Regions from separate parts of the Mus musculus genome. Here region 2 is linked to region 1. The links are chromatin contacts, called in public Hi-C maps. All regions are on one chromosome and are shown on one strand. Each heading gives the region's core, a stretch centred on a gene start, on an enhancer-like site or on the middle of the called end of the contact. The rest is flanking DNA. Distances are from core to core; before and after follow the strand shown.

The links. A called contact is a pair of places that touch in the nucleus more often than the background predicts.
Region 2: a contact with region 1 is called in a Hi-C map of the N1E-115 cell line, with 3 times the contacts expected there. The contact joins two enhancer-like sites. A contact is called at or near these places in 1 of 39 promoter capture datasets (macrophages), 3 of 484 Hi-C or Micro-C datasets (the N1E-115 cell line, group 2 innate lymphoid cells and nephron progenitors), 2 of 115 datasets of contacts at active chromatin or transcription factors (large pre-B cells and microglia) and 2 of 9 other capture datasets (adipose tissue and liver).

Annotation. Positions count from the first base shown.
Region 1 is chr2:35,356,605-35,362,610 of GRCm38.p6, reverse strand. It overlaps 4930568D16Rik (RIKEN cDNA 4930568D16 gene), which reads left to right. Exons shown (of 6, transcript NM_029463.1): 4 at 244-291. Among named protein-coding and RNA genes, the nearest start is that of 4930568D16Rik, 8.1 kb to the left of the region's middle. Within about 2 kb of position 3,595, at least 1 of the 459 cell types and tissues checked has an H3K27ac peak or open chromatin away from gene starts, as enhancers often do. A contact at or near this core is called in the N1E-115 cell line, where this site is marked.
Region 2 is chr2:35,506,900-35,512,877 of GRCm38.p6, reverse strand. No RefSeq gene overlaps it. Among named protein-coding and RNA genes, the nearest start is that of Gm35260, 5.1 kb to the right of the region's middle. Within about 2 kb of position 3,762, at least 105 of the 459 cell types and tissues checked have an H3K27ac peak or open chromatin away from gene starts, as enhancers often do. A contact at or near this core is called in the N1E-115 cell line, where this site is marked.

The sequences.
Region 1 (6,006 bases), core at 2,346-4,845:
AAGAAACCAGAAATTTCATTTTAGCTAACAGGTTTTTTTTTTTAATTACTTAAGTGATCTGAGTTATATCTATTCCCCCTACCACTGTTGAACCCACCCACTGAGTTATTTCTATCCCCATTCAATACTATTGATAAGATTTCCTATTTCTGTTTCTTTGCATCAAACTATGCCCATGGTATCATACATTCAGCAATCTATTGAGTGGATGACCCCTGAGGTGAGTCTTCTCTTTGTTCCTAGGAAAGATCACTTAGAAGAACCTCATCTCTCCACCTGGTTTGATCCAAAGTAAGAACAAAATAACAATGTAACTCAATTTAAAGAGAATGTTATTCTGTTATCCAAGTGTAGGTACTCCAGATACCTAGAACCAGCTTTTTTCTAAGACTTTTTATTTTTTACTTTTAAGGGTTTTTTTCATATGTTTATGGTCTATTTTTCAAGAATCATGCAGTTAAGGGGTATATTAAGAAAGCTGTCATATTCAATCTGGTTTAACATTCCTGGTATTAATAGGGAGAAAATGTCTTTAAGTAAAATCTAAAAATGCCAATATTGACTCCTCTAAATTTTAATTTATGATCACTATAATTTGAATATTAATTATACAAATGAATGTTTCACTGTGACATTTCTACAGATGTATATATTATGTTTTGCTGGTGTCAATTCTTCTTGCTATGCTCATTTGCCATTGACACTCGAAGGAAATGATTATTCTGTAATGGTTGTATATAAATCGGTTTTATGTTTGTACAGGATAAACATGCTTATAAAACATTTATAGTGATTTCCTTGACATTGTCTGATAGTTGTAATTTAGGGTTTATTATATTCCAATAAATATAAGTGTGTGTGTGTGTGTGTGTGTGTGTGTGTGTGTGTGTGCACATACCATGTGAGAGTATGGATTTCTAGCATGGAGACTTCAGGTTTTAAGGTCTGGGAAGTTGGCTCTGTGTGGTAAAATGAATGCTTCATATGCATGAGGACCAGAGTTTGGACCCGCAGCATTCACAGAAATGCTGGGTATACGTGGTAACCAGTCTGTTCCCCCTGTGCTCGAAGCGTGGAGACAGAGGATCCCTGGAGCAAACTGGCTAGCTGGCCTCAATGGTAAGCTCTGAATTCAAGTGAGAGACAGCCTCAATACATAAGCTGCAGGGCAAGTACGGAAGATACCCCATGCCAACATCTAGCCTCTACATGCACATGCACCGACATACACCCACATATATGTAAACGTGCACATAAACATATACAGCACACACACGTACAGAAGTAAGAGTAAATACAAACAAATAGGAACTGTAGAGATGGCTCAGAAGTTAATGGTGCACGTTGCTCTTACAGAGGACCCAGGATTGATTCCCAGCACCTGCGTGGCCGCTCATAGTCATATATAACTCCAGTTCTAGGGGATCCCATGCTGTCTTTTGGGCTCATTGGGTACAGGCATACAGGTGGTAAACATGCATACATGCAGACAAAACACACTTAGAAAATGAAAATAAGTAAGCCTTTAAAATAAATAACTAGGGGCTGAAGAGATGGATCAGCAGTTAAGAGCACTGGCTGCTCTTCCAGTGGTCTTGAGTTCAATTCCCAGCAACCACATGGTGGCTCACAACCATCTGTAGTGGGATCTGATGCCCTCTTCAGAGGGTGTGTCTGAAGACAGCAACAGAGTATTCACATATATAAAAACATTAAAAATATAAATAAATAAATAAATAGTCAGACAGACAGACAAACAAACAAATAAATAGATAAATGACACAAAATTTAATCTTTGATTTAGGCTATTCAATTACTATTTATTTTCCAATCTATAATGGGTAAATATTAGTAATGTTTTACTTATTTTACATACTTTCTTGATGTTAGTTTTATAATATTAAATATTTCATTCTTGGCTGTGAGCATGCCTAGGCCTAGAAGAGCAAGTGACGCATGGTTTATAGGAGATCAGGGATTGCCAGGGCTGTGAAAGAGAAGCCATCCATCAGTGCCATCACAGTATCATCACAGGATGACATTAGCCATGCCCAACACTCACCCTACAAAGTAGCAGCAAAAGAGGAGAAAATAAAGTAACGTACACAATAAATCATTGTTACAGTCCTATTGCAACAGCTGCTGCAGAGATGGATACTAAGTGGAAGTAGATGATAATCAGATCCATGGCTCCCTTATCCACTGCTAATACACTCTTGGCCTCTGTTCTGATCACCTCCATTGACGACCCCAAGTCCCTCAGGGGTGCAGTCCTGTTGAGGCACCACAATTTCCCAAGGACCATTAGTCCTGGACATGAGCTTAGTGGAGAGCATCCCAGAGAGTTCTTTGGAAGGCAGTTCTCTTTGCTGTCATTTTTTTTGCAGTAGCAACTTGTATCTCCTTGGTAATGAGAATCATTTTCCAAGCCAGTATATTAATGATATTTTTACCTTTTAATTCAACAGTTAAGAAAACTCCAATGACCTGCAAGTGGTTTTATGGACCATGACTTTATTTCCTGAGGAAGGGATTCCTCTCTTGTGAAGTAGTATCACCCAACCCATGGAATCTGCAGTCATAAATCAAACACTATAAATTAATTATCTCATGTAATCAAGAGCAGACACTTTCTCACATCCACCTACCCTTATGGACTATGCATTTCAACTTTGAAAAACATGTAACCAGGAAAAAAAAATCATTGACAGGACCTCAACCTTGCAGAGAATCAAGCTCTCAATTTGCACTGAAATGGAGACTTCTGTTGACTCTCCCACTTTCTGGTAGGCTGGCTGCTTCTGGACAGACAGATGCATAGTAAGGACAGAGGCTGTGCTGGAAATAAGCCAACTGTGACACACTTCATCATAAAATTCACTGACTCCTCAGCTAGGCAGTGTGTATGACACTGGACACTCACTGCCTGCCTAGCTCCATCTAAGTGATGGACACATTGTTTAGCCACATATAATCTCCATTCCTGTGCTGGGGGCCACTCTGCACAGACTCACTAAGGCAGAACCAGGTTTGAGAGGCAAAGCTGTGATGATGGCATCTAGAGGACTGCTCCTGTTGCTCACTAGCATACTGAGCCTCCTTTGTATGGCGTGTCCTCTGACCAGCATTTCTCTCTCAGAGGAAGGGTTTCATAGTTAAGGACTCTAAAGATTTACCTCTTCATCTTCTGTTTAATCTTCTGTTAAACAATGTTGTATTTTAAAACGTTAACACTTTAGTTTTAATTGTGTGTGTGTGCGCACATAAGTGTACATGCCTGCAGAAGAGTAGAAGGGCTGCTGGGCTCTCTGCAGCTGGAGCTGCAGGCTGCTCTTAGCAAGTCCATATGGGTTCTGATAATCAAATTTAAGTCTTCTGCAGGAGCAGTACACTCTTAACCACTAATCCATGTCTTCAGCCCCTAAATTTGTTTATTGTGAGTGTGTATGCGTGCTCATGAGTATGCGTGTGTATGTGGGCCAGTGGCACTGGATATCTTCCTGTATCACTTTCCACCTTATATTTTAAGTCATGTTCAATACCTGTCTAGGCTGGCTACTCCCTACACCCCTAGGGTGCTCCTGTCTCCCCCTTCCACTGCTGGAATTACAGGCATGCACCAAAACGCCCCATTTAAAATACACACACACACACACACACACACACACACACACACACACACACACACACACTGCATGAGCTTGTATGCATGAGTTTGTGTGTGTAGGAACCCACAAAAGTCAGTAGATGGTGATCTCCTGGAATTGGAGCTACAAGAGGTTGAGAGCCATTATATATGGGTGCTGAGAACTTACCCAGGGTCCTCTGCAAACGCATCACCATGAAGTCACCACTTGGGTGTTGGGGGTTGAATTCCTTGTGCTTGTATAGGAAGAACTTTCTCACTGAGCTGTCTCCCATACCTGTTGCATGTAGCTGTGTTACCCTGCCAAAGCTCCCGGAAAGGACCATGTTAGCAGCACCTACCTAGAGAATATTGGATCCTTGGATGAAAACACAGACACACACACGGGTGTTCAAATTCAACTTGCTTTTTGGCACAATTGCTGGATGCTACTTATCTCCCACCTGGAGAAACATGCCCTTATAAATATTCTTTGCTCAGCATCCTAAATCTGCCCTCAACTTTAGTTGCTCAGTTACATCTAGTCCCAGCTAAACATCCCGACTACCCACCTGTATGTAGGAGCAGGTGTGTGGCCACTCCATCTAAGATCTCACATGGCTAGTCACCTTTTCTCCCTCAGAGGCATAGGAAAATCCTCTCCTCCTCTCCTCTCTCCTCTCCTCTCTCCTCTCTCCTTCTCTCCATCTCTCCTCTCTCCTTCTCTCCATCTCTCCTCTCCTTCTCTCCTCCTCTCCTCCTCTCCTTCTCCTTCTCCTTCTCCTTCTCCTTCTCCTTCTCCTTCTCCTTCTCCTTCTCCTTCTCCTTCTCCTTCTCTTCCCCTCCCCTCCTCTCCTCTCCTCATCCCTCCTCTCCTCATCTCTCCTCTCCTCATCTCTCCTCTCCTCTCCCCCTCCTCTCCTTCTCCCCTCCCTCTCTACCCCCCTCCCCCTCCCTCTCTCCTTCTCCCTTCCTCTCCTCCCTCTCCCTCTCCTTGCATCTGTCTCGTCACAGCAGAGGTTCCCAGCATCTATGAGCTGAGGATCTCTCTGTGTTCCTTTGTTCAAGTTTCCTGTGTGCTGGAGCCACCGTGTGACTAACTCTGCTAAGCTCACAGAGAAACCAATTCTCTCTTTCTAGACTTATATCACTGTGTGTGTGTGTGTGTGTGTGTGTTTTTTCCATCTGAGAATTCCTAAATTAATAGTGGATTCTTGCTCCACTTTGGGTGCCATCTGTTGCATGCAGCTTTGCTAAACCACCTAAGCTCTGGGAATGGACCCTGCTAGCATTTGAACAACTGTGTATGTCTGTGTTTTCATCCTCAGAGCCAATATTCTCTGGGTGGGGGCTGGTAACGTGGTCTGTTCCTGGAGCTTAGGCAGGGTAGCAGAAGCTACATGTAACACACTCCCACCAATTTCTTAACATGGATCTTTAAAATATTTTTTCTTTCATTCTGGCAAAAAAAAAATATTAGCCTAATTTATTGAGAAAATCAGTAATCTTGAAATTGTTTCACTGTCTCATATAGATTTGGGGCAGAGTAGCTCAATGGTAGAACACTTAGCTAGGATATATGAAGACCTGGGTTTAAACACCAGTACTACCAAACCACAAAACAAAACAAAATATAAAAAACCAAAACCACAATGGGCACTGTGTAATTCATGTTCAATACAGATTTTCTTTGAGTATATAGCAAATTTAATTTATGTCTCATCACTGTGACAAAATAGTGACAGGTTTTTGGTTTGTTTTGCTTTGGTTTTTGACAAGATCTCATGTAGTCCACACTAGCCTTGAACTCACTATGTAGCTAAGGATGACTCTGAACCCCTGAACCCTTTGCCTCCATCTCTCAAGTGGAGATCTAACATAAGACCATGCTAGGTAAGTACTCTACCAACTGAGCCACATCCATTACCCCAGTAAGTCTGTCTTAAAGTGTAGTTTAAAATTTGTGAAATATAAGTGTATGCTTATACATTTTCAGTACAGGGAGGCTTAAAATAAATATATGAGTTAAAGAATCCTTAAAATAGTAATGGTACACTTTTAAAGAATTTGTTACTATGTGTACTGGCTAGTTTTGTGTCAACTTGAAACAACTGGAGTTATCACAGAGAAAGGAGCTTCAGTTGAGGAAATGCCTCCATGAGATCCAACTGTAAGGTATTTTCTCAATTAGTGATCAAGGGGGAAAGGCCCCTTGTGGGTGGGACCATCTCTGGGCTGGTAGTCTTGAGTTCTATAAGAGAGCAGGCTGAGCAAGCCAGGGGAAGCAAGCCAGTAAAGAACATCCCTCCATGGCCTCTGCATCAGCTCCTGCTTTCTGACCTGCTTGAGTTCCAGTCCTGCATCCTTTGGTGATCAACAGC
Region 2 (5,978 bases), core at 2,513-5,012, 150 kb before region 1:
ACAGACATCTTCCCAAACAGGAGCTGGAGCAGTAGCGCAGTGCTTGAGAGCATTTGCTGCTCTTGCTCTTGAGAGGGCTTGGTCTCCAGCACACATTTGATGGCTCGCGACGGCTCATAGCTCCAGCTCTGGGGATCTAATGTTCTCTTCTGCCCTCTGCAAGCACCAGGAACACGCATGCTGAACATGTATGTGTGCAGCTAAAACACTCATGTACATAAAAATAAAAGCATTTTATTTAAAAAAAAAACCTCAGTAAATAAGTGAATGCTATTTAGGGCAAGAGTGTTTGTAAACGAGTATGATGGTCCCATCCCTAAACCTAAACAGCACACCTCATAAAACCATCTTAGGAGTGCACTTTTTACTTGATTTTAAAACCTAATTTTTTTAAAAAAAGGATTTGTTTATTTTGTGTATGAATGCTCTATCTGCATGTACACATGTGTGCCACTAGAGGGCAACAGACACACACACACACACACACACACACACACACACACACCATTATAGATGGTTGTGAGCTACCATGTGGTTACTGGGAATTGAACTTAGGACATCTGAAAGAGGGGGCAAAGGGGGACAGTGCTCTTAACAGCTGAGCCACTTTTCTAGCCCTTTAAAACTTAAATTTTAAGCGTGTGCGCGCTCACACACACACACATACATGCATGCACACATGAACAATCATTAATGTCAGCACCCACACATATTAATATAGTCTCACACTCAACCACATTCAGACCCATGTTCCTGCAAACACACACACATTCATATCACATGCATGCTCCCAAATACAGACATGTATTCACACACACGCACACACATACACACACACATGTGCAATGCTGTCTCACCCCACACTCCCATATTCACAGTTTCTCATGGAGACATGTTCATACATACACTCATTTATGGACACATTTGCACCTCTGCACTCATAACCCACACTCAAAATGTATACATGAATATAGTCACACACATGTCATATACATACACACATAAGCACATAGCTTCTCATACTTGGAGAATATACAGGCAAATTCACATTCATTGGACACAACTGCTCATACACACAAAATCACACCAGTTTACTTATTCCCACACACCCACTCACATACTCTCATATACCCACACTCACACACACAGAGAAACCCACTCCCATATTTTCTCACACACACACACACACACATTCTAACCTTGGTTACACTCATACTGCCACATAAACACAAAGGTACATGCAGAGACACATAAGTACACACACTTTACCACACTCGCAAGTGTGCACACTTCCATTTTCACTCTAACATTAGGTTAAGAACTTGGAAGTCGCCCCTACCTTTCTTATGCTAAGAAAAAGTTGAGCATGGTGACGTATACCTATAATCCCAGTCCTTAGAAGCTGGAGGCAGGAGGATTGTTATGAGTTCAAAGCCAGCCTGGGCTCCATGATGACTTCTGGTCCAGTGGGAGAGGGAGGAGGAGGAGGAGAGAGAGAGAGAGAGAGAGAGAGAGAGAGAGAGAAATAGGGAGGGAGGGAGGGAGGGAGGGAGGGAGGGAGGGAGGGAGGGAGGGAGGAAGGGAGGGAGGGAGGGAGGGAGAGAGAGAGAGAAGCTGAAATCCTACAATGAGTTTCAGATCCGCAGAGACTAGAGGTCACTCACAGGTAACTATGACTCTGAAAGCTGGCTTGGGGAAGGGTAGGGAATCTGAGCTCAGCCTAGCCTGCTGCAGGTGCCAGGAACTAGTTGGAAGGCTTCCAAAATCACAGCTGGAGGCCCTCTGAGGACCAGGGAGAGCCCAACCCTGAGGGACCCCTGAGTTGTGTAGGCTTTATTGGCAAGATTCTGCCTGGTGGGGAGGACCTGGGCTCCCTGAAGGGAAGGGCTGTAATCAAGAAGGGCCAGAGGGCCTAGGCAGGAAACTGCTCTGATCCAACAAGGGGAAGAGGGACACTTAGAAAAGAAATTCTTCTAAAGGCTGCCTCTCATGAACTGCCGCCCCGATGAATAGGCTGAATTGGATTGAAGGGCATCATCATATGTGTGTAGAAAAACTAGGAAGAATGTCACGACGGGGCTGGGGAGATGGCCCAGTCAGAAAGGGACTTTCTACACAAGCATGAGGACACATTTTAAAACTCGGCACGTGGACATTGTAATCAATTTCAATCAATGCTTGAGTGAGGGAGCAGAGACAGGAGGATCTCTGGCCACCTGGTAAGACAAGAAAGCCTGTCTTTAAAATAATAAATAAATAAATAAGTGTGGAACATGTAAGGGGTGGGGTGGCCCCTGGGGGTCAGGACACCACCAAACACCAGCTTCTTAGTACAACTCAGCACAAAGAAGATTTGTTATGCTGGAGGGCTGGGGGGGGGGGGGCCGAAGGGGGTAGGCTTGTTTGTGTCTGCATTAGGCAAAGGCATGGCCAAGCAGCAGCAGGTGCTTTTTCGTGGCTTTTTAAGGAGAAAAGGAGTCTGTGATAGGGAGAGTTGCTAAGTCTTGATTGAACATGTTAGCCAAATAATGAATTTTGATTGCTGGTCCTTAGTGTTTTGTCTCAGGAATGAACTGAACTCAAATAGTGTATAAACGCAAAGAGGGTTTTATTCTGCAGAAGTCCTGCCTGCTGGAGTCTCCTATTACCAAGATAGAGACTCTGAAGTGAGCATGCAGGCCTGATTTAAAGCACCCTAGGAGAATCCCAGGGTAAGTGTTTTACGCTATCTCTGAGGACATTCCATTACCGGGGTGTGGAGGCCACCTGGAAACTGCTGACCCATTGCCCTTGCTTCAGGTCAGGTGGTGGGGCAGTTTCTGATGGCAGGGCAGTTTCTGACTAGCTGCCTGAAGCCTGGGCTTTTAGGCCTAATCTCCTGAACTGCCAATTTGAAGCCGGTCATGGAGTCAGCCTGTCTCATCCAGGGTAGCTTTAGGAATGTAATCTAACAGTTTTAGGGAGAGAGAAAAGTAAAAGCCTGTAGACACCATGTTTGCTATGCTCAGGCCTGCTATCGAGCCAGCCCTTCAGAGAGCAATTGAAGAAGATGCTGGAATTGAAGAAGATGCTGTTGACTTCTGACCTGGGGGTGGGGGGCGTGCACGTGTGCATGCATACACACACACACACACACATGAATAGATAAGACATTTTTTTTTTTAAGTAAAAAGATGAGGCTGGAGAGATGTCTCAGCAATTAAGAGCACTTGCTGCTCATACGGAGGCCCTGGGTTCAGTTCCCTAAGTGCCTATAACTCTAGCTTGAGGGTCTCAGATGTTCTTCTGCTTCCTGGCTAACGTACTTATCTATGGGGAGTGGGGGTGGGGTGTGTGTGGAGCGAATGCTGTCACGGTTCTAAGAATCAACCTGTGTAACAGATGGGGTCAGAGAAGGTCACTCTCCCTACTTCCTCTCCCACCCCCGCTCAGTCTTCTCACCTATCGACTGTAGATAACAGCAACAGTCACAGATCCATGGTTCCAGGATTCCCTGGAATGCCAACAGTAGTGGGTGTGTCAGTCCCTTAGATGAGATGGCAAACAGCCACAGAAGTTGAGCATTTCCCTCACCCCTGTTTACTTAAATCATAATTTAAGCTTACTTTTGACTCCTAACACAAGGAAAGGGTTAAGAGACTAAATGTATTGTCTAGGAAATCCTGGTTAAAAAAAAAAAATTGGTCCATGCTCACTACAGAGGGGCTATCGTTGCACATGTGGCTGCAGTGTGATTCTGGTGTTTGTAATATATTTGCTCTGGGGGGGTGGCTGAATCCAGGAATGGAGAAGCCGTGGGCTCAGAAGTCATGGAGACGGAGCACCCACGACATTACTGAACATCCTCTTTTTACACTATCTCATTTGTTCTTTACTTAAACCACATGTGGCAGGAATTTCTGTTCTTTTACACATTGGGATTTGAGGTCAGGACAGCTCTGCAACTTGTTCCAAGGTACCTAGTCCATGCCTGTGGGTGGCCAGAGTCCATGTGGCCACAGGCTTTGCCAAGTGTTCTCCAGGTCTCTGTGGCCTGTTTCTGTAAGCCTGATTCTTACTGGGTTGTCGACCAAGTGTCCCACGCCCAGCATTTCCCACGCTTGGTGGCTATAAATAGCTGTTTTGTGCTGGAATAAGTCAAAGCCTTTTTCCCTCAGGACTGCAGAAAACACCCCACAGAGGGCCTGCAAAACACAGCTGCCCGAAGCGAACATAAGTAAGCTCGTAGCCATTCCCCCCTTCTTCTTGTGACATTTGAGAGCATCCCAAGCATTCATTTGGGAAGGCTGTGCTTTATAACTGATGTCACCCCTGGGTAGTCACAGACAGTATGATCCAAGAGGTCCTTTTGGGGGGACTCTGGTGACTTTCCAAAGGAGCTTGCAGCCTGGGAAACATCCTCAGAAAGAAACTGGTCCTGGAAGAGTTCGTAGGAGAACAGGACAGGCATCTGGGCTAGCCTGGTCCACTGCACAATGAGTGGGCTAGCCTAATCCACTGCACATCAAACATGGCCAGCCGCAGTTTCCTCTGCTTCCTGAGGATAGTTCTAAGTTTGCCATGATGTTCTTTCCATCTTTCCATGGCTAGAGGCAAGTGCTAACCATCACTTCTCTGCTGCTGGCCGTTGCAGAGATACTCACCTAGAGGGGCGGGGGGGAGGGGGGGTGGTACATGGGAAGTAAGCAGCAGGCCTCAGGGGAGCAAGCTCTATCAATGCAGTGTCTTTTCTCAACTTGTTTGTTCTGAGACAGGGTCTTCCCACAGAGCTCTGATTAACCTCGAGCTTAGGGTGACCCTCCTGCTTCTGCATACCTGCCCCCCCAAAACGTTAGGATCATAGGCATGAACCACGATGCCTAACCATTCTAGACTGTCTTTTAAGTTTTTTTCTTATTTATTTTGTGTGTGTGATATGTGCGTGCCACAGCATGTGTGGAAGCCAGAGGACAACTCTCAAGAATCTTTTTCATTTGTTTACCACACGATTCCTGGAGATTGGAGCCAGGACATGAGACATGTAGGCCCATGTCTTTACCCAGTGAATCATCTTGTCTGTTTCCATACCAGAGTGTACTAATGATAGCTTAGGTACAAGAAGGAAATGTGAAAATCACCACATGAGGGGTTGGAGAGATGGCTCAGCGGTTAGGAGCACTGACTGCTCTTCCAGAGGTCCTGAGTTCAAATCCCAACAACCACATGGTGGCTCATAACCTCTGTAATGGGATCTGATGCCCTCTTCTGGTGTGTCTGAAGATAGCACACTCACATAAAAGAAAGAAAAGGCAATCACCTGGGAGGAAAGTGGTTATCCCCGGGGTGTTTTCAAGGACATCCTGGCACTGCCCTGTTCACCTGCTTCCCAAGGCTGCTCTACCACAGACAGCAGTAGAGTCTCACTCTGAACACTACATTCCTGAGTCACTGGAGTCTGGGTGTGTCACGTGATCCCCTGGGGCCAATATGCACACTTCGGAAGGAGTTCTAAGGCTTCTTCACTGGATAAGGTTTGTAAAGCGCTTAGCCCACGCTAAGTGCTGCTTACGCGCAGCAGACCCTGGGTACTTCCTCTGCGGCTAAGTGACTTCCAGCTGTGCCGCTTAACAGGCTGGGTGTCTGCACAGTCTTCTCAGACTGGGAACTGCAGTTTCTAATCCCCAAAGTGAGAGGAATCATATGCGCTTCAGAGTCATCAGGACACTGAATGAGATAATGCATGAAAGTGTTCTTCGGATGCTGCCAAATGCTATGTAGTTGAAGTCACCAAGGCAACAGCAAGGGGTTTTTTGAGATGGAAAGTTGAAGCACCTACTACCAACAGCACCTTCTAAATCTCCCAGGAACTGTGTGCTAGCAAGTAGCTCCCAAGGATTGACAACCCTTTACACTGCAAAGAGCTGTGGCTGGCTGGGATAGGGGTGAGGGTGAGGGTTGGGCAGGGGAGGGGAGGGGGAGGGCACTGGTCTAGTGCTAGA